Regions from separate parts of the Mus musculus genome. Here regions 1, 2, 4, 5, 6 and 7 are each linked to region 3. The links are chromatin contacts, called in public capture Hi-C and promoter capture Hi-C maps. All regions are on one chromosome and are shown on one strand. Each heading gives the region's core, a stretch centred on a gene start, on an enhancer-like site or on the middle of the called end of the contact. The rest is flanking DNA. Distances are from core to core; before and after follow the strand shown. Region 1 holds the start of Stk11ip (serine/threonine kinase 11 interacting protein). Region 2 holds the start of Cnppd1 (cyclin Pas1/PHO80 domain containing 1). Region 3 holds the start of Zfp142 (zinc finger protein 142). Region 4 holds the start of Resp18 (regulated endocrine-specific protein 18). Region 5 holds the start of Nhej1 (non-homologous end joining factor 1). Region 6 holds the start of Tuba4a (tubulin, alpha 4A). Region 7 holds the start of Gmppa (GDP-mannose pyrophosphorylase A).

Region 1 (2,700 bases), core at 11-2,510, 930 kb after region 3:
CTTCCACCACCTCTAAAACTGACTGACTCCAACTCTACTCTTTAGATTTTTCATTAAAAGCAAACACTTGCATGTATGAATGTTTTGCCTGAATGCCTCTACACCATGCATGTGCTGTGCCCATGGAGATGAGAAGAGATTGTACAACCACCTGGAACTGGAGTTACAGATGGCTGTGGGCCGCCATGTGGGTACTGGGACTTGAACCCATGTCCTCTGGAAGCCTAGCCAGTGCTCTAATTCACTGAGCCATCTCTTCAGTCCTACACTTCATGTTTAACTTTCTTGTGTTAGAAAGGATTGTTTCATAAAAGACATTCCCCTCCCAAGCCTAGCTAGTCACTCCATCCTAAGAAATGTTTTCATAATGTAGACCAGAAGTTGATGTCAACTGCCAGACCAAGAGCCAGGGTAAAAACTACAGTGGTGCTGGGTGGTGGTGGCGGCGCACGCCTTTAATCCCAGCACTTGGGAGGCAGAGGCAGCCTGGTTTACAGAGTTTCAGGGCAGCCAGGGCTACACAGAGAAACCCTATCTTGAAAAAAAAAAAAAAAGCTACAGTGCCAATTTGGAAGTAGAAAACTCAACAGTCTTGCTTTTGTTAATTATTGATATATTTTATTTTCAAATTTAGGAAAACCACTTTTAGTTAGGTGTACTGAGCTGTAAATACAGTTAAAAACAAAACAAAACAAATACAGGTTCAGGTCATTACCAGTGACTAATTTTTGTTTTTGAGATAGGATCCCACTATGCAGCCCTGGCTAGCCTGGAACTCACTATTTAGAGCTGGCTGGTCTTGAACTCACTGAGACCCTCCTGCCTCTGCTTCCAGAGCTCTGAAATCAGAGACCAGGGACCAATTTGAGAGTGTGCTAAACCCTAAGGAAAAATAAGTCTAGAGACTGAGGACTATGACAGCAAAGGGGGTTTGAGAGTGGCATCCCTGCCAGCCTTAGCCCTTCTGGCTGATATAAAAGAACTTCGCAAGGACAGGACAGCTATGTAACTGGAAGATCAGTATTTGTTTTGGATGAGTTCTTTTCCTTCTAATACAAGATCCCATTTCTCCAAGCTCTGCTTCCCCGCCCAGTCTGCAAACAAGAGTCAGGTTTCTCTCTCTGCCGAAGGGGCCACCCAGAGCCGAGCTAGACCTGGGGCCCCGTTAGGGGCTTAATCCCGGCTAGTTCCGTCCTACTGACACATCGGCTCGCCCAGGGCGTGGCTTCCGGTAGCGAAGGCATGCTTTCCGGTAGGTCCTTTGCCTTCCGGGGCGGGACTTCCTGCCCTAAAAGAGCCCGGCTGCCAAAGTGATTGGAGTGCGAATTACGCGGGCCCATGGGCTCCCGAGGCCCAATGCTTTTTGGAAAAGGGGTCAGAGAGATCGTTCTTTTTAGCTGATGCTTACTTTTTACATTGCGCGACGCCTCCATTTGCACGAAAGCTCTGGGCTTTTGTTGCCCACCTGAGGCTCTTCCGCTTCCCCTTTCCCCAGGCTCCGCCCCCAGCGTCCCGTGGCTATGACGACCGCTCCGCGGGATTCAGTAGTGTGGAAGCTGGCGGGACTTTTGCGGGAGTCGGGTGAGTGGACTTCTGGCTTATTTGGTTGGGAGTTCTAGGTGTGTTCGATACTGTCCAGAAACGCCGGGAATCACCGAGTCATTGCCGGCGGGGTCACGAGGTGCCGGCGTCTTCTGGGTGTGTTCCTTGTGACGCGTTGTTTACAGTCATGCCTTTGACAGTCTAAACTCTATCCATCTCTCATAGCACTTAACTCTCCAGAGGAAAGGGATCATTAATAGATTAAACACTTGCAGACAAGAACATAATCACTTGTACCGAAAGCCAAGTATAAGCACCTTAGACACCAGAGATTTGGAGACCCACATAGGTTAGTCCCAACCCTCTATCAGACTTGGATAAGTTTTTAGACCCTCAGTATTCTTCTCAGATAGGTTAGCATAGGGATTGTATTGAACGCAAAAGATAGCGGGATTTTAGTTAGCTTATTTAGTGCAGTGCATGCATGCATAATAAGTGTTCAAAAGATAGTGTTACTATAGTTGCTGCCCCAGTGCCTGGGCATGGCAAAGATCACTGTGTTGTTTGGTTTTTGTTTTTTTTTTTGTTTTGTTTTGTTTTTTTGTTTTGTTTTTTTTTTTTTTTTGAGACAGGGTTTCTCTGTGTAGTCCTGGCTGTCCTGGAACTCACTTTGTAGACCAGGCTGGCCTCGAACTCAGAAATCCGCCTGCCTCTGCCTCCCAAGTGCTGGGATTAAAGGCATGTGCCACCACGCCTGGCACTATGTTGTTTGTTATGTGGTTGCCATCATCAGCTAAATGATCACAATCATGATTCTTTGAGAGCTGGGGATATAGTTCAGTAGCAGAGCATATGTTTAGCATGTACAAAACTTTGACTTATAATCCCTAGCATCCTCCCCACACACACAGAAAGGAGAGATTCTTCTTTGAGCCCCGGCTTTCCTATCTGTAAGGTGGGGTTAATGGATGTCTTTAGGAGATAAGGATGAGATCTAGATGAAGCAGCTGTCATTTGGAATGTGTGACCTCGATGGCATTAGTGCTCCATATCTATATACTCCCACCATGGCATCCTTGGAGTCTCTTGATGGCAGTTCATTTTCTGGTTTGTGTTAATAATTACTCCCATGCTGTGCCTTTTCTAGACTTCCAGGGG
Region 2 (2,805 bases), core at 107-2,606, 550 kb after region 3:
TCTGGAGGAGAACGCCTGGGAGTTCTGACTCCCAGAGGCAGAGAACAGGCGGACCTCTCACCATGAAGTCTTGGAAACCGGTGAGGGAGAAGGCGCCTTCTTCGTCCAGCAGGAGCCCAGTCAGGTCCATCGCACTGTCAGCCGCCACCCTGCGAAGGTGGAGGGAAAGGGAAGGAATCGTAAGTGACCCCAGAGCCGTGCTCACCCGTTGGCCCACCTCTCCCGAAAGGGCCACCGCCCGACTGCGCGCAGCCTCCTCCCTTCTCGCAGGCGGCCGTGGGACGCCTCTTCCTGTTCCGCGTGCGACTGGGCCTCCCGGCGCCCGACGACAGGCGCGGCGCTCACCAGGCGAACCAGGAGGTACGAGGGCCAGCAGTGTTCTCAGCCCGTGCCGCGTTCGCTAGGCGTTTATAAGCTGCGGGAGTGAGTGTCACCGACGAGTCTGCGCGCCCGGCAGGAAGTGCCTCCTGCCTTGCCCAACCTGAGAGCTCCGGGTCTCCGGAGCTATGAGCACCGGGGGCAATTGTAATACGGTTCCCAGGGGACCGCGACACACCAAGGGTGAACGCGCTGACCAGGCTTTGTAGTCGTGGTACAGATAGTAACGAGCCTAACACAAAGGCAACGCGGCGAGTTGTTTCCTGGGTTTTAGGGAAGACGCACTCAATCAGCAATGCCCAGGAAAGATGAACAAGAAACTTACCGTAGGTGGGAGAACTGTGAACAAGGTGGGAGGGAATCTGTTGAATCTTTATGCCCCTTAGAAGTTTGAAACTGTAACACTCGAATACATACTGTATTCTGTATGGTTACTCCAGCAATTAAATGATCTCAAAAGATATAAAGCCTCAATGTACGATGTTAAACAGGTCTCCCCAAAGCAAACAGCGCCTGGATGTTTTATTTCCAAACACTCCTTCCACACAATTTGCGGCTGAGAGATTTTGGGAAGAGAGAGGGCCGACGCTCCAAGAAGGAAGAAACAACTTTTCGAAGTTGGTGAAGCTGCTTTGAAGTCATTAAAGTCACGCGCTGGTGTTTGTTTATCCGCTGAGGGGAGGGGACTGGAGGCGAAGAGGGTTGAGTAATGGGGATGGCACCGCCCTTCCCGATCCCAAGCAGATTGTAGTCAAGATCCTGGGGGCCTGAAAGCCCACTCACTGCCTCTGGGCAGTGCCTCACGCGACAAAGAGGTCTCCAGCCGCCCTGTAAACACCGGGAGAAGACCTCAGGCCTCGCAGCCTCAACGCCCGCCCCGGATCACCCCTCCAGCACCCTGGAAGCACACCTTCGTGGGTGCAGGATCACGACAGCGGCCAACGCGCACGCGCGGGCGTCCCATCCGGGCTGTTAGGGCACGTCACGTGGCATCGCGCTTCATCACGTGACGCTTGACCGCAGGTTTTTTTGCTCGCCCGTGCGTGCGCCCCCTTCCGTCTGACGCGCCCCCGGCGGCGGCCGCGCAGCCCTGGCTCCTCGCGGGCTCGGGCAGCGGCTGCGGCGCGGTGATGGCGAGCAGCGGTGGCGGTAACACCGGCGCGGGTGGCACCTCGGGGCTGGGCCTGGGCCTGGGGCTGAGCCTCGGCATGGGTGAGGCCACTGGCGACGCGGAGGAGGAGGCGGCCGCAGCCGAGGCAGTGGGACGTTTAGCTACGTCCCTGTGGCTGCGGCTCCGCGGCTGGGAGGCGGTGCTGGCGGCCGCACAGCGACTGCTGGTTTGGGAGAAGCCGCTGCACAGCCTGGTCACGGCGGCCACACTCAACGGCCTCTTCTGGTAACGGCCACGGAGGAGGGGGCGGGGCCGGGCTGCGCGGGAGAGCGGGGGCGGGAGGACCGGGTGCTCCCTCCCTTGGAGGGCTGTCAGCGTCTGGGGCGGTGATCCTGCACCAGGTGGCCCCATTTTTTAGTCTCTTAGTGACTGGGTGAGGCTTAGAGGGCCATCTCCCCATCCATGGGTCTTTCTGTGATTTTCGATGGATTTGGGAGCCTCAACTGAGATGCCTGTCTCCCTAAGGTTGTTGTCTTCGTCGTCCCTCCGGCCCTTCTTCCTGCTCAGCATCTCACTTTTGACCTATTTTCTACTGGATCTCTGGCATCCTCGCTTTCTCCCTGACGTTTCAGGTGAGTTTCTTCATTCCACATGCACTGTATGCACCTGCTCCGTGCATCACCCTGCTACTTGAGGGGAGGCACAGGAAGGCCATTTATCTCCTAAGGCATCCTGTATGCCCTTCCATCGTTTTTTTTTTTTTTTTTTTTTTTTTTAAGAAAATTGCCTGAAATGAGAATTGTTTCTTTTCCAAAATTAATGTTCTTGTGAGTTTAGTAGTCAAAACTATATAGCATTTAAAGCTGGGTTCAGAAACAGCATATCGTACACCTTGTAGTTGGTGGGTAAAGGGAATGCTCTGGACTTCACATAGTGGTTCAGGCCTGGAAGCGAGAGACAGAGGGATTACTGAAAAATTGAGACCAAGAATGTTAAAGAGAGGCAGCTCTTTCTGACTTTGGATCTGTCTCTAAGTGCTTCTTGTATTCTTAACTTACCCCACACCCTTTTCTCCATAGCACCACCCCCTGAAGAACCACACTCTGACAGGTGAGTATAGGCCACCTTTTAAAGAAGATGCCCAAATGTGGTCTGCTTGCTGTGCTCAGCTCAAAGAGGAGCAGGGCTGTGGCTTGTGCAGGCATAGGCCCAGTGTAATGAAGGGACTTACAGCAAGCAAAAGTATGCCTGGCTCTAGGCTTCTTTGTATGCAAACGCTGTGTTCCTTCTCCCGTGGAGGTAGAGGGTTGAGTACC
Region 3 (2,700 bases), core at 120-2,619:
AAGCATCAACAAGCTAGGTAAGTTAGACAAAATGGAAATTCTAGTGGACCAGCTGAGTTGCAGTAAACCCAGATCTTTTAAACTAAGGTATCAAGCCAGTGGTTCCTCAAATACAAGGTAAATTTCCAATTCACTAACTTACTAAAGCCTCCAGTGGGAACACAACTGAGAAACAAAGGTATTAAACTGCATGTCCTGTTCAACTCGACTGAAATAAATGAGATAATCTTTTTAAACTTCCAGGACTCAGGAGGCAAAGGCAGGCAGGTATCTGTGAATTTGAGGCCAGCCTGGTCTACATAGTGAGTTCCAGGACAGAGCTAAACAGTGAGGCCCTGTTTCAAACAAAACTGGGTCACTGAGTATGTGCCAGGTGAGAGTGGCTAGTTCTCATTCTACAGAATCCCTCCACGTAAAAACAGCACGAGGGCTGTAGGGATGGCGCAGTGATGAAGAGCACTGACTGCTCTTCCAGAGGTCCTGGGTTCAATTCCCAGCAACCACATGGTGGCTCGCAACTATCTGTTAATAGGATCCGATGCCCTTTCTCCTGTGTCTGAAGAAAGCAACCGTGTACTCACATACATAAAATAAACAAATATGTCTTTAAAAAGCATAACAGCAGGAACAGACAGCAATTCAAGAAGGAGGCAGGGAAGTGCACTTCCGTGGTCAGCGAGGCTTTTTGGAAATCACAGCCCCCACGGACTACTAATTATTGCTGCTCTAGGCGGTCTTCCAGCCCATCACATGGCCTCAGGAAGATGCGGGGGAGGAGGTAGGAGAGAGCCAGAAAGAAGTAACGTGCTTTTGAGACTGGAGAAGCAAGGGATACCGAAGCCTGGGGAACAAGGCAACCCTGCGTAGGCACCTCAGTTCCCACGCGCCTCTGGGCTTTGACTCACCGTGTAGCCTTGAGTCGATGCACTTGCCTCGCTTCTCAGGACCTCAGCTTTCCTGTCTGTAAAGTGGAGGCGGCGGCGACGACAGCTTTTACACTGTGGGGCGACAGCCAAGTCACGAGATACAGCGGAGGAGAAAGGCGTTTTGGAACCTGCAAGGCTTGGGATGATGCATCGTCACGGTTCTGGTCCTGAGGAGAGGCAGCGGATACCCGGGCGGGGCCCGGAGCTGTGACGCGACTGAGACGCCCGAGTCCAGCAGAGATGCGCCCGCGCCCCTCTCACCGGCGCGCTCCCCGCAGCACCTCCTCCCGCGGGCTCCACCTCCAGGGCCCACTCAAGCTGGAGCTAGAGAAACTTTTACCTTCAGCTCACAGCGCCCGCACTTCCCCTGGTTCCCGCCGACAGCCGCTCTCTCACCTCCTACCCGTGGGCTGGCGGGAGCTGCATCTCTATGGTCCGACTGGGACTGGAGTGGCTCCTCGGGGGCCTTTGATGTGGCCGCCCCCGGCCCAGGCGCCTCTAGGAATCTGACGTGTGGCAGCCACTCTGTCTCTCTTCAAGGCCCGTGCTACTCTATGGTTTCCCCTCTATGTCCTTGAGTACCCCCCTTCTGAAGCCCCAAAGCGGAACCATCGAGAATTGCAGGGAAGAGTGGCAAGGACTCCGTGGTGGGTGTGGCCGGAAGTAGATGCAGCAGTCCGGGGCGGGACTAGCGGCGCTGCCTCTTCGTAGGCCCGGCGAAACCATCGAGTGTGAGGGCCAGAGAGTCATGGAGGGAAGGGGGCGGAGTGACAGATTTCTCTCTCCCACGTTCCTGGAAGCGCGAGCAGGTCTGTGTATAGGGTGTCCGGGAGTCAGCTGCTGTGTGTCAGGGTTCGGGAGCCGGGGGCCAGGAGATCTTCGTCAGCGGCTCTCCATGCAAAGGTGCTTTGGAATTCTGGATCACAGCTCCGAGCCTTAGCGGAGGTCACGGCTGTCAATTCACCAGTGGGCCGGTGTGCCAGGCAGAGGAGTGGCAGTGGAGAAGTGTTGCAAGGAGAGGTGTTCTGGAAATAATTGCCATTTTGTCCCCTTAGGCATTGTCTTAAGTTAGGCTTAGTCACATCTTAATTGGGTTGAATTTGAAAAAGGCTCCAAAAAAAAAAAAAAAGAAAAAGAAAAAGGCTCCGTGGAAGAAGTAGACTATATGATCTCAATGAAAAAGAATGCCTAGAATAAAGGGGTGGGGGTCATTCGGTACCAACAGAACTGAGAGAGCTAGAAGTAGGTAGTGATTTGCTAGTAAAGGTACGCATTCTAATGTAGGCATCCCTGCGTATCCGGCTGTGGTATTTGAACCCAATGGGAGCAAGGCACCAAGGGTGCTGGAATACAAGTGACAGAATTGTAGCGTGTCTGGGATTGGTGGGTTTGGATGATGCAGGTGCTGAAGGTCCATTCAAATATCACCTCAAGAACCAAAATAACTTGCAAGAAATAGTTTAGGTGAGAAGTAATAAATGTCTGTACAGGACATTAGGAACGGGGTGTAAGGGAGAGGATATTTGAAAGACATTTCTGATGGTAAGGCATGTGGTCATTGACAGAGCAATGGAAAAATCACCTTTGCCGATTCCATTCAGTGGGGACCCTTCTGTCTAGCTCTTGCCAGGGACCAGAGTCTTGCCTTTCTAGTATCCTGATGTGGAGCTGGGTACATTGCTTTTTGGAATTGAGAAACTCTCCAAAATGGCCTTCTGGCAAAAGGTCTAACTGAAGAGCAAAATGGATTGAAGAGCCTGGGGTGTTTGCTGTG
Region 4 (2,727 bases), core at 203-2,702, 690 kb after region 3:
TCCTATGTGTAAGGTCTGAAGGTTGGGATTTTTTCCCCTGAAACACAATTTGCTCAATGGTGTGTAAGAGAAGGGCAGGGATGAAGGATAAGTGAGTAGTGTTAAAGAAAAAAATTCTCCCTGTTCCACTTCAGTTAATTAAAAAACAAACAACAACAATAAAACAAAACAAAACAAAACTCTTTGTCTTGCTATGTATCTCAGGCTAGCCTCAAATCATAGGTCTTCCAAGAATGGGCAATTCTCTCCCTCACTCCATTCAGATAGATTCACAATACAGTTTCCTGGCCCTAGAAAGAAGTAGAGGTTCTAGTGTCCTGGTAAAAAAGAGAACTTCCAAAGAAGAGGCTATGTTCAGTCTGAGAGGGTGTCTGGTAAAGTACATGGGGAAACCAGGATCCACAGAATGGGCTGGAGCTGTCCGTGGTGCTGAGGAGGGTCAGATGTAGTCATTGCGGGCGGTAATGACAACGCCTTGGCACCTGCACTTCCCACCCCCCATTCTACTCCGTTCCCACCCTGCCTCAGTTCTCCCCTTGTTTGACACCAGATCTCCACCCGCAGTGTTTTGCGAATCCTCTGCATTGGCTTCCAAACCCAAGAATCCCGCAGGGAGATGGGGCGTCAGACTAGGACTTTGTGCAATGGTCTGCGCAGGTATTCTGAGGCTGCGCAGTCTTTCCCCGACTGTTACCAAGTGAGTGCCGGCCAGGTCCATCCAGGATGGCGCAGATCAGAACAGGAGGAAGTAGAATGGTCTCCCTCCAACCTGTTTCACCCCAACCTAGCTTCCCCCACTTCATGAAACCGGGTCCAGCCCCTGTACTCTGCAGGTTTATGGCTGAGCCTTGATTCTGTCTCTCAGCCCCACCCACTTATTCCCTTGATAAGATAACCAAATACGAGCACTCCTGGTTTTCCACTTAGTCCTGGTTATCTCTTTCCTGACCCCCCCCCCCCCGAAACGTCTGGGGTGTACTGCAGCCACCCTTGGCTCATCTGTTTTTCCTACTCTTTCCCCAACCCCCAACCTTTCCCTGGGTCGTTCCTTCTGTCTAGACCCTGAACACCAAATGCCAAGACTGCTTCTGTCCCGCTGAAACCCTCTGCGTTTCTCTATTGTCATCCTAAACGGTTTTCCTCCTGAGTCTTTTAGCCTTGAAGGCCAGAACCTCTGCTCTCAGAATTGCTCTCTGGCCTGTCCGCACTCCCCACCCCCACCCCAAGTTCTCTCCTGACCGTGGGCGTTTATGTCGCTGCAGCTGCCTGGACGACTGTAAAGCAGAAGGAAGCAGACCAGTAGCTGAAGATGCCCGGAGCCCGCGGGCTTTAACGAACTCTGCATCTTGGCTGGATCCAAACTCACGGTTCCTCGAGCTAGGTCGTAGTGGAAGTAGCAACAATAGCCAGGGGGCCTGTGCCAGGATGTCACTTTTCACCCTCTAGCGCTAGAGACGCGACAAGAGATCTGCAGAGCCCTCCTCTGCAATTCGGCCAATCACAAGCAGGCTCTGCCCCTGCAGCTGCTTACCCAAGTTAGCCATCCTCTTTGGCCTCTCTCCATTCTACCTTTTGGAATTTCTGCCCCCCACCCTCTACACACTTTTCCAGATAAGCCGCCATTCTCAATCTCCAAGGAAGGAGAGACTGATTGCATATGAGATGGGGGTGGAAATGGAACCAACTTCATGTGTTTGGTTGTGATATTTAAATATGAACTGCGAGGGAAGAGTGAGCACTCAGCCTGATGACTGGTTATTGCCTTCGACCTCGTTTTCTCTTCATCCATTTAAAATCTTTTAGCAACCATATGGGTTCAACCCGCAAAACACTGAATGTCCATCCTTATTTTCCCACAGCCATTGTGGTTGCCCAAATCCTAACCACCGTACACTTTAAAATAGATCTATTTCGATAACTAAGTACCTGGCACACTGCCACTTGTCCCGTGCCATGTTTCTAAGCTCCAATGTTAAGTTTTGTTGTAAAGTGGGTGTTTTTTGGGTTGATGCTTTGTGGAGTCTCTGGATTGCATTGTCTTTCTTCAGTATTTACTGCTCAGGGTGTTTTGAGACTCGGTGAGGTGTTTAGGAAGACCCTCTAATTTTGTGGGTTCTGGCTCCAGGCTTTGCCTCCTTAGAACCGTGGCAGCTGCCAAAATCTTTGCTCAGATATCTGGCTTTTCCTTTAGGCTCTTGGAAATCTCACCCCTGTGCATGTGCTATTTAGAAGATAGCTGAGAATTTAGGGGAGATTTGCATTCAGATTTCAGGTTCTCTCTCTGTAGACCACTCATTACCCAGAATTCCTCTTCAGTTTCTGGCTGCCTTGGCACCTAAGAACCTGCAACTCTGCTCCCCAGCCTGTTCCACCATTACTTTCTGCTAGAGTCTGTTGGTGCTGAAGGGAACGGTGAACTGTCCGCCGTGTCGTGGGGGGAAATGTAGAACTCACCTGGTGGAACATTTACTCACCAAGGGTTATGATCCCAATCACTTTTCTTCCTTTTGTTTGGACTCTGTGTCTTCACACAGTTTCATTTGTCTTTTGCCTGGAAAAAAAAAATATATATAGTCAGTATATATTAACAGGACTGTCTGGCACAAGGTGTTTTCCCACGCCAGGATCTGAAAGTTTGTTGTCACCGATTATATGCTTAACATTTTATTTTTTAAATGATTTATAGAAGCAATTTGAGAGGTGCTATAAAACAATGAATTGGCATAT
Region 5 (2,828 bases), core at 144-2,643, 540 kb after region 3:
ATGCATTGTGTGATATCTATATGGGCTAAAATTGCCTAACAACACAGTTGTCAAAAAACATCTGGCCATTTCAAGTGACACAGGACTACATATATGGTGGTTATTTGCAGCCACCTTGAAACGCTGTGTGTGGAGATGGTTATTTGTATCCTGGGCTGTTCCAACAGGATAAACTGGTCTCAGAATGATTAAAGAGTCTTCACTGGGCAAGAGTTTACACTGGGAAAGATTAGACATACAAATGAAGTTGCCAAACCCTCTAATTTCCCTTATAGGCACATCCTGGCATGCACTCTGAAACTCACCAAAATTGAGCTTATTGGCCTAACTGGTTCCGAAGGTCAAAACCCACAAGTCGATGGTTTTGTCTGAATGGGAGGAAGCTGTTTTAATGTGGCCAGGGACAGCTGGCCCTATAAAAATGTCTAAACATCCAGTCTGGCTGCTCCTACCACTCAGCCTGGTCTTGAGGTAAGTATAACTCAGTGAGTCAGGCATGATGGGGCATGCCTGTAATCCTAGCACACAGGAGGCTGAGGCAGGAGGATCTTGATTTGGAAGCCAACCTGGACAACATAGCAAGAGACTTTCAAAACAAAACAAAGTGGTAGAACGGACTGGGGCCTGAGACTGTTCACAGCATGGAGGGAGAAGGAATCTAAGTCCTCTGGGGTTTGACTCCCCGCCCCACACTCCGCAAATTGGTCTTCCATGATCACGTTAACCAACCTCGCGGGTTTAATTTGTCTTTTAAAGGAGAGACTGTGAAGTTGCACGACATTCTACCACTCGGGTTCCTCTCCCAGGGATAGTTCCTAAAATACCCTGCAGGGGGCAGTAAGGTCCTACAGACCATCTGTCGAGCCCACGCCCTGTGCCACCAAAGAGGGCAAACCTTAGGCCCTGCCGCCAAAGGTCACACGCCCCGCCCTCGAGCGCCCTAGGCGTCCATCTGCCCCCCCAACCCCCGCTAGAACTTTGTCGCCCGCCTCTCATTTTTACAGCATCCGCTGCACACAGTTACGGCTCAGGGCCCCAAAGGGGAACAAAACTAATTCATCCCAGCGGGCCAAACACGAAGCCTGCTAAGGAGGGGCTTCACACGACACACTAAAAGGCAGAGGCCGAAAACGGACTGCGCGTGCGCAGGTCCGCCCACTCCGGGAGGTCCAAAGTCGGGCTGCGCGCGGTCCCTTCTGGGAAAAAGCGCCCGGGTCAGGGGCCACTGCACGAGTTTATCTTTGCTTTTCGGCGTCCGGACAGACCCAGATCTCGGCGCCGACACGAAACCAACCCCACCTACCGTCAACGGCTGCGGGAACTCCCACCCTCCTCAAGGCGGGCCTGTCCTGGTGCGCAAACTGAGAGGCCACCCCCCCACACACAACACACTCAGGAAGGCGGGGTCTTGGGTGTGGGCGGAGCCAGGGCCCTGGTGGGCGGGGCCCGAACCTCACTTGTTAACGCCACTCGCAACTCTGCTGCTTTCCTAATTCCTTTCCTGTTGCCCTAAGTTGAAACGAAATACTACTTCTCTCTTGCCTCTTCATCTTTTTTTTATCTGCTTTACATTTTAGTTACTTATTTAAATCTTAAATGCAGGGAGAGGGCAGGGACCCTGTCGTATTCATATCCGTGGATGTAGGACCTTGCTCATGGCAAAGAGTAAATATTTGAATGCTAGAGTTCATTCAAGAAGCCTTGACAGTTTACAGGCAGAAATCTCATTTATTCAGTTCCAACCCGCTAAACCATGGCCTCTGCTCAAGTCTTAAGAGGAGGAAAGGCAGCCCATTTTGCAAGTGGGCCACATCCACCTCCACTGGGACAAAGTATACAGACTCCAGCAAGGTGGCAGTTACTGCTAAACTAAGACAAAAATGGTGGTCTTGATGATTACTGGGACCTAACCCCTTCTCTGCTAGCTGTGGAGTACGATTCCCCAGAGTTAGGCAACAAGTCGGCTCTCTCTCCTGTTTTAGAGGATCCTCCTTCATCCCCAGAGTCTTCAGGCATTGGACAGAGGCAGTGGAGAGGCTGTGGGATGCAGGAACACAGGTTTCTGATGGGTAAAGGAAGCCCATACTCTTGAGCAGCTTTCCTCCTGGATTGCTGAAGCATTTGAATTTCTTGGGCAGTGAAAGAAGTTGGCAGCCTCTGACCTAAGCCTCTCTCAGCCCGTGTACCTGTAAAAGAGGGGTGATCAGGATGGAGAGATAGCTCTTAGGAGCTGGTACTGCTCTTACAGAGGACCCAAGTTCCAAGTCCCAGCACCCATGCCGGATGGCTCACAACTGCCCGAATCTCCAGGTCTGGGAGGATCTACCATCACTGATCTCTACATTTTATGAATGCAAATATCCAAAGACACACATACACACATATGCATAATTTAAAATGAAAATTAAGGTTTTTTTTTTAAGTGAAAAATAAGTAAAGGTCACTGCCCTGCCCAACCTAGGGAGTAGTGACTACCTAGCCACTCCCCTGGGACCTGGTCTCAACTTACCAGATATAGTGTTTTCTAGGAGAAAGCCCAGTAGACCAGCTAAGAAAATGGGTTCTGCCAGCAAAGAACGAAGAAACATATCCAGGGGGCTCCAGCCTACAAAGGGTTGGGGCCAGGCAGGAAGGTAACTGATACTGTCCCAGGCAATGAGTCTTCCCTTTCAGACGTAAACTGCATCTCAAACCAGGGACACATCTCACTAGGCTGCCATTCCATCCCATCTACCTTTTCCCTCTACACACTCCATTCCCCACACTCAGGCCCTGCCCAGATTCCTTTCTCAGCACCATGTTTTCTAAGCACCCACATTCCCTCCAGG
Region 6 (2,700 bases), core at 88-2,587, 630 kb after region 3:
AAAGAGGTGTCTCAACCTTCCATCTGGTATCAACTGACCATTCTGGCCTTCAGGATGCTAGAACCTCCACTTTTAAGTTCCATCTGGCCCTGAGGGATCAATCCCATCTGGCTCCTCTCCCCACCTCCACCCTCACACTCTGCGTTGCTTCACCACCTCCATCCTCGCCTCAGCCCACATGGAAATAGCAGCGATAATACGGGTAAACGCTGACGGCAGGGGCAGGCAATACAGGTATACATACTGGAGCCCTGGCAACTTAAGGCTACATCTAGGTGGTCCATAATTTAACCCCTGCAACGCCCAGGTCTATAGAACCTGTGCGCCTCCCTTTTCACAACCAAATGGCGCGTGGGGGCGGGGTGGGGCACGACAATTTCTAAATACCCAGAAAAGGAAGTGGAACCTGCTAGGAGGCCCTTGAGGAAACCCGCCTTGCTGCACAAGCCAGGGGAACGCCATCTGTACCTGGGCCCTACGTCTGCTCTCCCACTGGAGTCTTTCCAGTTACTTCCCAGTTGAAAGCTCGGGTTGGATTTCTGCCCCCGCTCCGGGCTATAAATACAAACCCCTTCATACACCTCTCTCCCTTCCCCCGCCACCTGGCCGAGGCCGGGGCTGTCGATCAGCGCCAGCTGTCTCTGCCTGTTCTCCGAGCACCCGCGAGCACCCGCACTCGGGTAGGAGGGGCCCGCTGGCCTCCCGAGACCGAACCCCATTCCCGCCACCCCTCCTGGCTCAGGAGGGGGTGCTGAGTCATGTGGGGGGTGTAGATGGGAAGAAGGCACACGGAGGAAGACGGGGTGCGGTACCAAGTAACCCCTTAAACCAACCGGCGCCAGGCACGTGTTCGGTCAGTTCCAGGGACTCACTCAGGGGGTATGGGTGGCGGGGGCAGCTGAGCAGGTCTTCTGCTGCCGGAGGAGAGCACTGGGTACGGAACCTCGTGACTCCCCTCAGGAGGGTTGGAACACAGACGCTTGGTAGGGCAGGAGGACACTACAGAAGGGCTCCTCTCTGCTAGTGAAACACCCTCCCTCAGTCCCCAGCTTCTGAAGGTGGACAACACACTAGGTCAAAGTCACCGGGAGAGGTGGGGGAAGTGCAAAACTCTTACATCTCCTGGAAACTCGGAATGCTAAGGAAAGGGTCTTCAGATCTCTAGTGGAAGGTTCCCCCAGAGAAGCGGGACATTTGTTTATAGGACCGGAGAGATCCTGGCGGGGCCTCACTCACCATGATGAGTTTGGGCTGTACGTCTCACGTAGAGTCGGGGTCACGGGTCTCGGTGAGATCTGCGGAGCTGCAGTGCCGCACCGCTCTTATAGGCAGGAGGCGGGACCTGCGCGCTCAGCCCGCCCACCATGGGGCGGGGTGGTTTAAAGACTACATCCCCGTCAGGATAGGTGGCCACCAGGGGAGTGAAACCTAGGCGTATCCCCTCCCCTTGCCGCTCCGGATTCTCTCACCTGTCGGGTTTGGCTTAGAAGCAGCGGCCCATATTCGTTCCTAGTTTTGAGCCGATGTCCCGGATTCCGAAGGTCCGAAGCAGAGACGCAGGGTGCGGTGGCGGAGCGTGTCTCGAATGCACCCGCGTCATGTAGACGCTCATGGTGCAGGTATTCCGATTTAGGGCGGATGAAGCTCAAGCAATCCTTCAAAAGCGGCTGTCCCCGGCCTTCTCCGCTGTCCTCCCAGCGTCGCCTCCCGGGCTCGGGCGGGTTGGGCAGCTGGGACTGGTCGCCCGAGACCCCCTTACAGCAGACCGCCGCCTGCTGGTCCCCGGCCGAGTTGGTAGGCTTTCGCCCACACCTGTAGGAGGCCGAGGACCTAGAACTACAGAGCCTGAGCCCCAGGGTGCCGATCCGGTAGACTATCCCTCAAAGCCGAGCGGCGCAGCCAATCTGTGAGGGCCGACGCGAGAATCTGCCACCTTTCACCGGCCAGGCCACTCGCTGGTCAGAGGCTCCGTCATTAGCGCCGTCACTATTAGTTAGCTCCCCGCCTCGACCACCTACCTGCTGCGGTGGAGCACAGAACCTGGAGCCTCTGGAACAGCATCCGGTCGGCCTTATGCAACCTTGGGCAAGTGACTTAGTGTCACTGAGTTCTTGGCTTGTACAGTCGAAGAGATACCTCCTTTCTACGTTTTATTTCCATTTCGTACTAGGACAGGCCTTTCTAAAAACTATTTCTGCTTTCTCAGACATACATCACCCCCACCGGAAAAAAAATCCCTCAGGAGGAGCCCAGGTGCTGGTTTTCATGGCCATAAAAATTCTGACTCCTAAGGTAGTCATCACTTGAAAAAGATTTCACCAGCATGGGCTTCCATTCTCTTCTTAGGGACAGAGCTGTTTGTCAGCATAACACAAGGCCGAAATATATACAGCAATGGCAGACGTTCTATCAACAAAGTAGCTAGTGGCATTTGACTTAAGAGAAGTCATAGAAAAGAATACAATACATTTCACAAGATCTCTTTCTAGTCCTTGACATCTGGTTAGGAGAATTTCGTTGGGAGAGGCTGAGTGTGTAGTTCGGTTGGTAGCATGCTGTCATCATTTGTGAAGTTCTGGGTTTGATCCCTAGCACCATGGTTGGGAGAGGGTCTCCTCTGTAAAAAGAAAATGGACACGGACATTTGGTTAAGCCGCTTGCAATCATGGGTCATGGTCTGTGCAAAGGAATGAGTCTTGA
Region 7 (2,700 bases), core at 99-2,598, 850 kb after region 3:
AGTCCTGTTTAATAACGAAAGAGATAAAATGTAAAGGCTAGTCATCTGTCCAATAACATACTGTGAATTCAAATGCATCGTGTGGAGTTAGGGCCAGATATTCCTCATCTCATGGTGATGCTCGTGTCCTATGGTCAGGTTCCCCTGTCCTTTGTTGAGTCCATGCTAAGATATAAAAGGGACCTCAAAGACGCCATGGCAGCACTGACTGCCCACTCCATGTCTGCCAGACCAAGCACGGGTAGGACATTGAGGACCACGACAGGGAGGTCTAGGATCTGCAGCTAAGGCAGGGCTGAGACTGGGACCTGTGTAGTATTGTTCCCAGAAACTGGACTGCAAAGAATGAGCTTTATAATTAACGCTCATTACACACACAGATAAACTGACCCACAGATCTGCCCTCCGTCTCTCCACACCTTCCCCAGGGTGTAGAGATTGGTCCTAACACCACCAGCGCCTTACCATTCCCCAGGACTACCCCAGGACATGGCCCAAGGCTTCCTCAGGTGGACATGGCTTGAAAGGGACCATCAGACCTTTTTACCCTGGCTGCGATCCCAGGTGCTGGTGGGATCCAAACCCTCTTCTGCCTTGCTTAATAAAACTGCTTTCCTGGCTGGAGAGATGGCTCAGTGGTTAAGAGCACCGACTGCTCTTCTGAAGGTCCTGAGTTCAAATCCCAGCAACCACATAGTGGCTCACAACCATTCGTTAATGAGGTCTAACGCCCTCTTCTGGTGCATCTGAAGACAGCTACAGTGTACTTAGATATAATCTAAAAAACAAAAATAAAACAAAATTGCTTTCCTTCTGATCCTCCTCGTGCTTGTTTGTTTTGTTTTCCATCGCCATTTCCTCTCCCTGCCTGCCCCCCCCCCCATATTTATTCCAAGACCCACAGGCCAAGGTCACAGAATGTTGGAGTCACTAGGAAATCTGGAAAGCTCATTTTACAGGTAGTAGTCATCCGGAATAGGATTTCTCTCAGTGTCAAATTTCTCAGCTGGACAAATTTTGGAACTGTGATTGCTCCTTTTCTTTTGCTCAGTCTAGGCTCAGCCCCTCCAGGCTGTTCCAAAGCTGGCCACCCAGGGGATTGTCCTGTGACTTAGTGCTCCGCTGCCCCTGAGCCCATACTGGAAAAGCTTAGGTCTCAATCTCAAGTTTCCAGGCCTAACTTCTTAGCCCCCATCCTTACTCCTCTCTCTCCTCAGTTAAGCCTTGTCCTACGGTGACTTGACGGAACGCACCAGGTTTCCAGCACGTTTCCCAAGTGTCTTATTGGAGTTGGAGAGAGAACGTTTTCAAAACTACAATTCCCAGCAGCCCCCGCGAAAGAGCTCTCGCGGGTTGTAAGGAGACACGTACGCGGAAGGAGCAAGCAGTGGCAGGCGGCAGAGCTGGCGTAAAGGGAGCTAGTGGTAAAAGGATCTACATGGTGGAGGGGGTGGTGGGCAGGGTAAGGTGTAGCAGACGGACCCTGGACGTAGGGAGGGCTCACAGGGCCTGTCTTTCTCTCCTCATGCCCACGCTTGTGTTGGTTCTATAACCAATGGCTACGAGAAACTGACGTCTATTGGACTGACTCAGTTGTGGGGTCCAGGTCAGCAATCAATCTTTGGAATCCAGAGATTCCGCACCAGTGGTCGGTATGCGCACGGCTGGAGTAGTAGGCTCAGCGTTTGACATGTCAACGGAACCTGTCTTTTGATTCGAGCACATGTAGGTAGTTGTAGAATTCACAGTCAGCACCTAGAGGTGTTAGGGTTGGTGCTCATCAAATGCAGATTGATGTTAGTTCTGTACTTGGGGCGCATTCATAGGATTAAAATTAAATACCCAGAGCTCACTCAAGGTTTGTGGTTCCATATTCACCGCTGGGATTCGGAGTTGAACAGCTAGAAGGAGGAAGCAGTCATTTGCAAGGCACTGGGACTAGAGGTTTCAGGGTTTTGAGATCTGGGGTCAGAGAAGGGGGTCCGTTGAGTACCCGTGTTTACATAATTTGTTCACGGCCAAAGAGAAGTCATTAGAGATAAAAGGGAGGGCTGCAGGGTTTTGAAGCCATCTGAGTTCTGGATTGGGATGAATTTCGTGATTGTGTGCCCAAGGAGGGACTATACTGAACTTTTGTGTTTACATCCTAGGAAAGGACTATGTGTTGTAATTATTCTGTTGTGGTTTGAGGTTTAGGTAATAGCGCTCATCATGCTCAAAGCTGTGATTCTCATTGGAGGCCCCCAGAAGGGTGAGGAGATGGGGGACAGGGGAGCGGGTAGGCTGGAGAGGTCGGTGGGGTTGGGACACAAGGAAATAGGAAGCTAAAACGTTCTCCTGTCCTCTCAGGGACTCGCTTCAGGCCTTTGTCTTTTGAGGTGCCCAAACCTCTGTTTCCTGTGGCAGGCGTTCCCATGATCCAGCACCATATAGAAGCCTGTGCCCAGGTAACCCCACACTTCCTGCCCCTCTCCTTCATGGTGTGTGTCTGTCTTCCATTTCCCAGCTGCCATCTTTTCCCACCAACTACGGCTCCACGGGCTGCCATTCACAGGCGTCTGAGCACTGCTTTGGGCAGCCAGTCCTGGTGACTTCCCTGCCTCTTGCTGCTGCTCAGATTTCACACTTAGTTTTACAGTATGGAATGTGAAGCCAGGCAGGGATCTTAAAGAATAAGCTAGAGCCATAGCAGGGGGAATC

The links. Capture Hi-C pulls out chosen DNA fragments and counts their contacts.
Region 1: a contact with region 3 is called in a promoter capture Hi-C map of adipose tissue. The contact joins the promoter of Stk11ip here to the promoter of Zfp142 in region 3. A contact is called at or near these places in 1 of 39 promoter capture datasets (pre-B cells), 6 of 484 Hi-C or Micro-C datasets (CD4 T cells, CD8 T cells, double positive thymocytes and 2 more), 7 of 115 datasets of contacts at active chromatin or transcription factors (bone marrow-derived macrophages, double positive thymocytes, memory CD8 T cells and 4 more) and 2 of 9 other capture datasets (adipose tissue and liver).
Region 2: a contact with region 3 is called in a promoter capture Hi-C map of adipose tissue. The contact joins the promoter of Cnppd1 here to the promoter of Zfp142 in region 3. A contact is called at or near these places in 7 of 39 promoter capture datasets (the HPC-7 cell line, cranial neural crest, hematopoietic stem and progenitor cells and 4 more), 3 of 484 Hi-C or Micro-C datasets (CD4 T cells, cerebral cortex and uterus), 4 of 115 datasets of contacts at active chromatin or transcription factors (the SCID.adh cell line, bone marrow-derived dendritic cells, bone marrow-derived macrophages and 1 more) and 2 of 9 other capture datasets (adipose tissue and liver).
Region 4: a promoter capture Hi-C map of pancreatic islet shows a contact between it and region 3, with 2.8 times the contacts expected there. The contact joins the promoter of Resp18 here to the promoter of Zfp142 in region 3. A contact is called at or near these places in 2 of 39 promoter capture datasets (cranial neural crest and liver) and 3 of 9 other capture datasets (adipose tissue, liver and pancreatic islet).
Region 5: a capture Hi-C map of macrophages shows a contact between it and region 3, with 3 times the contacts expected there. The contact joins the promoter of Nhej1 here to the promoter of Zfp142 in region 3. A contact is called at or near these places in 3 of 39 promoter capture datasets (erythroid cells, hippocampal neurons and liver), 2 of 115 datasets of contacts at active chromatin or transcription factors (bone marrow-derived macrophages and microglia) and 2 of 9 other capture datasets (liver and macrophages).
Region 6: a promoter capture Hi-C map of liver shows a contact between it and region 3. The contact joins the promoter of Tuba4a here to the promoter of Zfp142 in region 3. A contact is called at or near these places in 2 of 39 promoter capture datasets (the HPC-7 cell line and pre-B cells), 2 of 484 Hi-C or Micro-C datasets (CD4 T cells and centrocytes), 2 of 115 datasets of contacts at active chromatin or transcription factors (bone marrow-derived macrophages and memory CD8 T cells) and 3 of 9 other capture datasets (adipose tissue, liver and pancreatic islet).
Region 7: a contact with region 3 is called in a promoter capture Hi-C map of liver. The contact joins the promoter of Gmppa here to the promoter of Zfp142 in region 3. A contact is called at or near these places in 1 of 39 promoter capture datasets (pre-B cells), 3 of 484 Hi-C or Micro-C datasets (CD4 T cells, CD8 T cells and liver), 2 of 115 datasets of contacts at active chromatin or transcription factors (bone marrow-derived macrophages and memory CD8 T cells) and 2 of 9 other capture datasets (adipose tissue and liver).

What each region holds. Positions count from the first base shown.
Region 1 is chr1:75,520,269-75,522,968 of GRCm38.p6, forward strand. Stk11ip (serine/threonine kinase 11 interacting protein) reads left to right here and starts at 1,261. Exons shown (of 25, transcript NM_027886.3): 1 at 1,261-1,374; 2 at 1,496-1,581. The coding sequence starts at 1,521.
Region 2 is chr1:75,141,355-75,144,159 of GRCm38.p6, forward strand. Cnppd1 (cyclin Pas1/PHO80 domain containing 1) reads right to left here and starts at 1,357. Exons shown (of 10, transcript NM_026977.3): 1 at 1,289-1,357; 2 at 704-1,206; 3 at 62-149. The coding sequence starts at 130. Retreg2 (reticulophagy regulator family member 2) reads left to right here and starts at 1,432. Exons shown (of 9, transcript NM_170755.2): 1 at 1,432-1,774; 2 at 2,015-2,121; 3 at 2,569-2,599. The coding sequence starts at 1,509.
Region 3 is chr1:74,586,659-74,589,358 of GRCm38.p6, forward strand. It overlaps Zfp142 (zinc finger protein 142), which reads right to left and starts at 1,370. Exons shown (of 9, transcript NM_001310668.1): 1 at 906-1,370. It overlaps Bcs1l (BCS1-like (yeast)), which reads left to right and starts at 1,631. Exons shown (of 8, transcript NM_001305652.1): 1 at 1,631-1,735.
Region 4 is chr1:75,276,963-75,279,689 of GRCm38.p6, forward strand. Resp18 (regulated endocrine-specific protein 18) reads right to left here and starts at 1,453. Exons shown (of 6, transcript NM_009049.2): 1 at 1,240-1,453. The coding sequence starts at 1,345.
Region 5 is chr1:75,123,833-75,126,660 of GRCm38.p6, forward strand. Nhej1 (non-homologous end joining factor 1) reads right to left here and starts at 1,394. Exons shown (of 9, transcript NM_029342.4): 1 at 1,304-1,394. It overlaps Slc23a3 (solute carrier family 23 (nucleobase transporters), member 3), which reads right to left. Exons shown (of 12, transcript NM_194333.3): 11 at 2,510-2,605; 12 at 1,709-2,186. The coding sequence ends at 1,897.
Region 6 is chr1:75,217,957-75,220,656 of GRCm38.p6, forward strand. It overlaps Tuba4a (tubulin, alpha 4A), which reads right to left and starts at 1,338. Exons shown (of 4, transcript NM_009447.4): 1 at 1,237-1,338. The coding sequence starts at 1,239. A630095N17Rik (RIKEN cDNA A630095N17 gene) reads right to left here. Exons shown (of 3, transcript NM_001243090.1): 3 at 2,139-2,617. The coding sequence ends at 2,504.
Region 7 is chr1:75,434,588-75,437,287 of GRCm38.p6, forward strand. It overlaps Gmppa (GDP-mannose pyrophosphorylase A), which reads left to right and starts at 1,349. Exons shown (of 13, transcript NM_001357170.1): 1 at 1,349-1,725; 2 at 2,191-2,251; 3 at 2,350-2,447. The coding sequence starts at 2,212.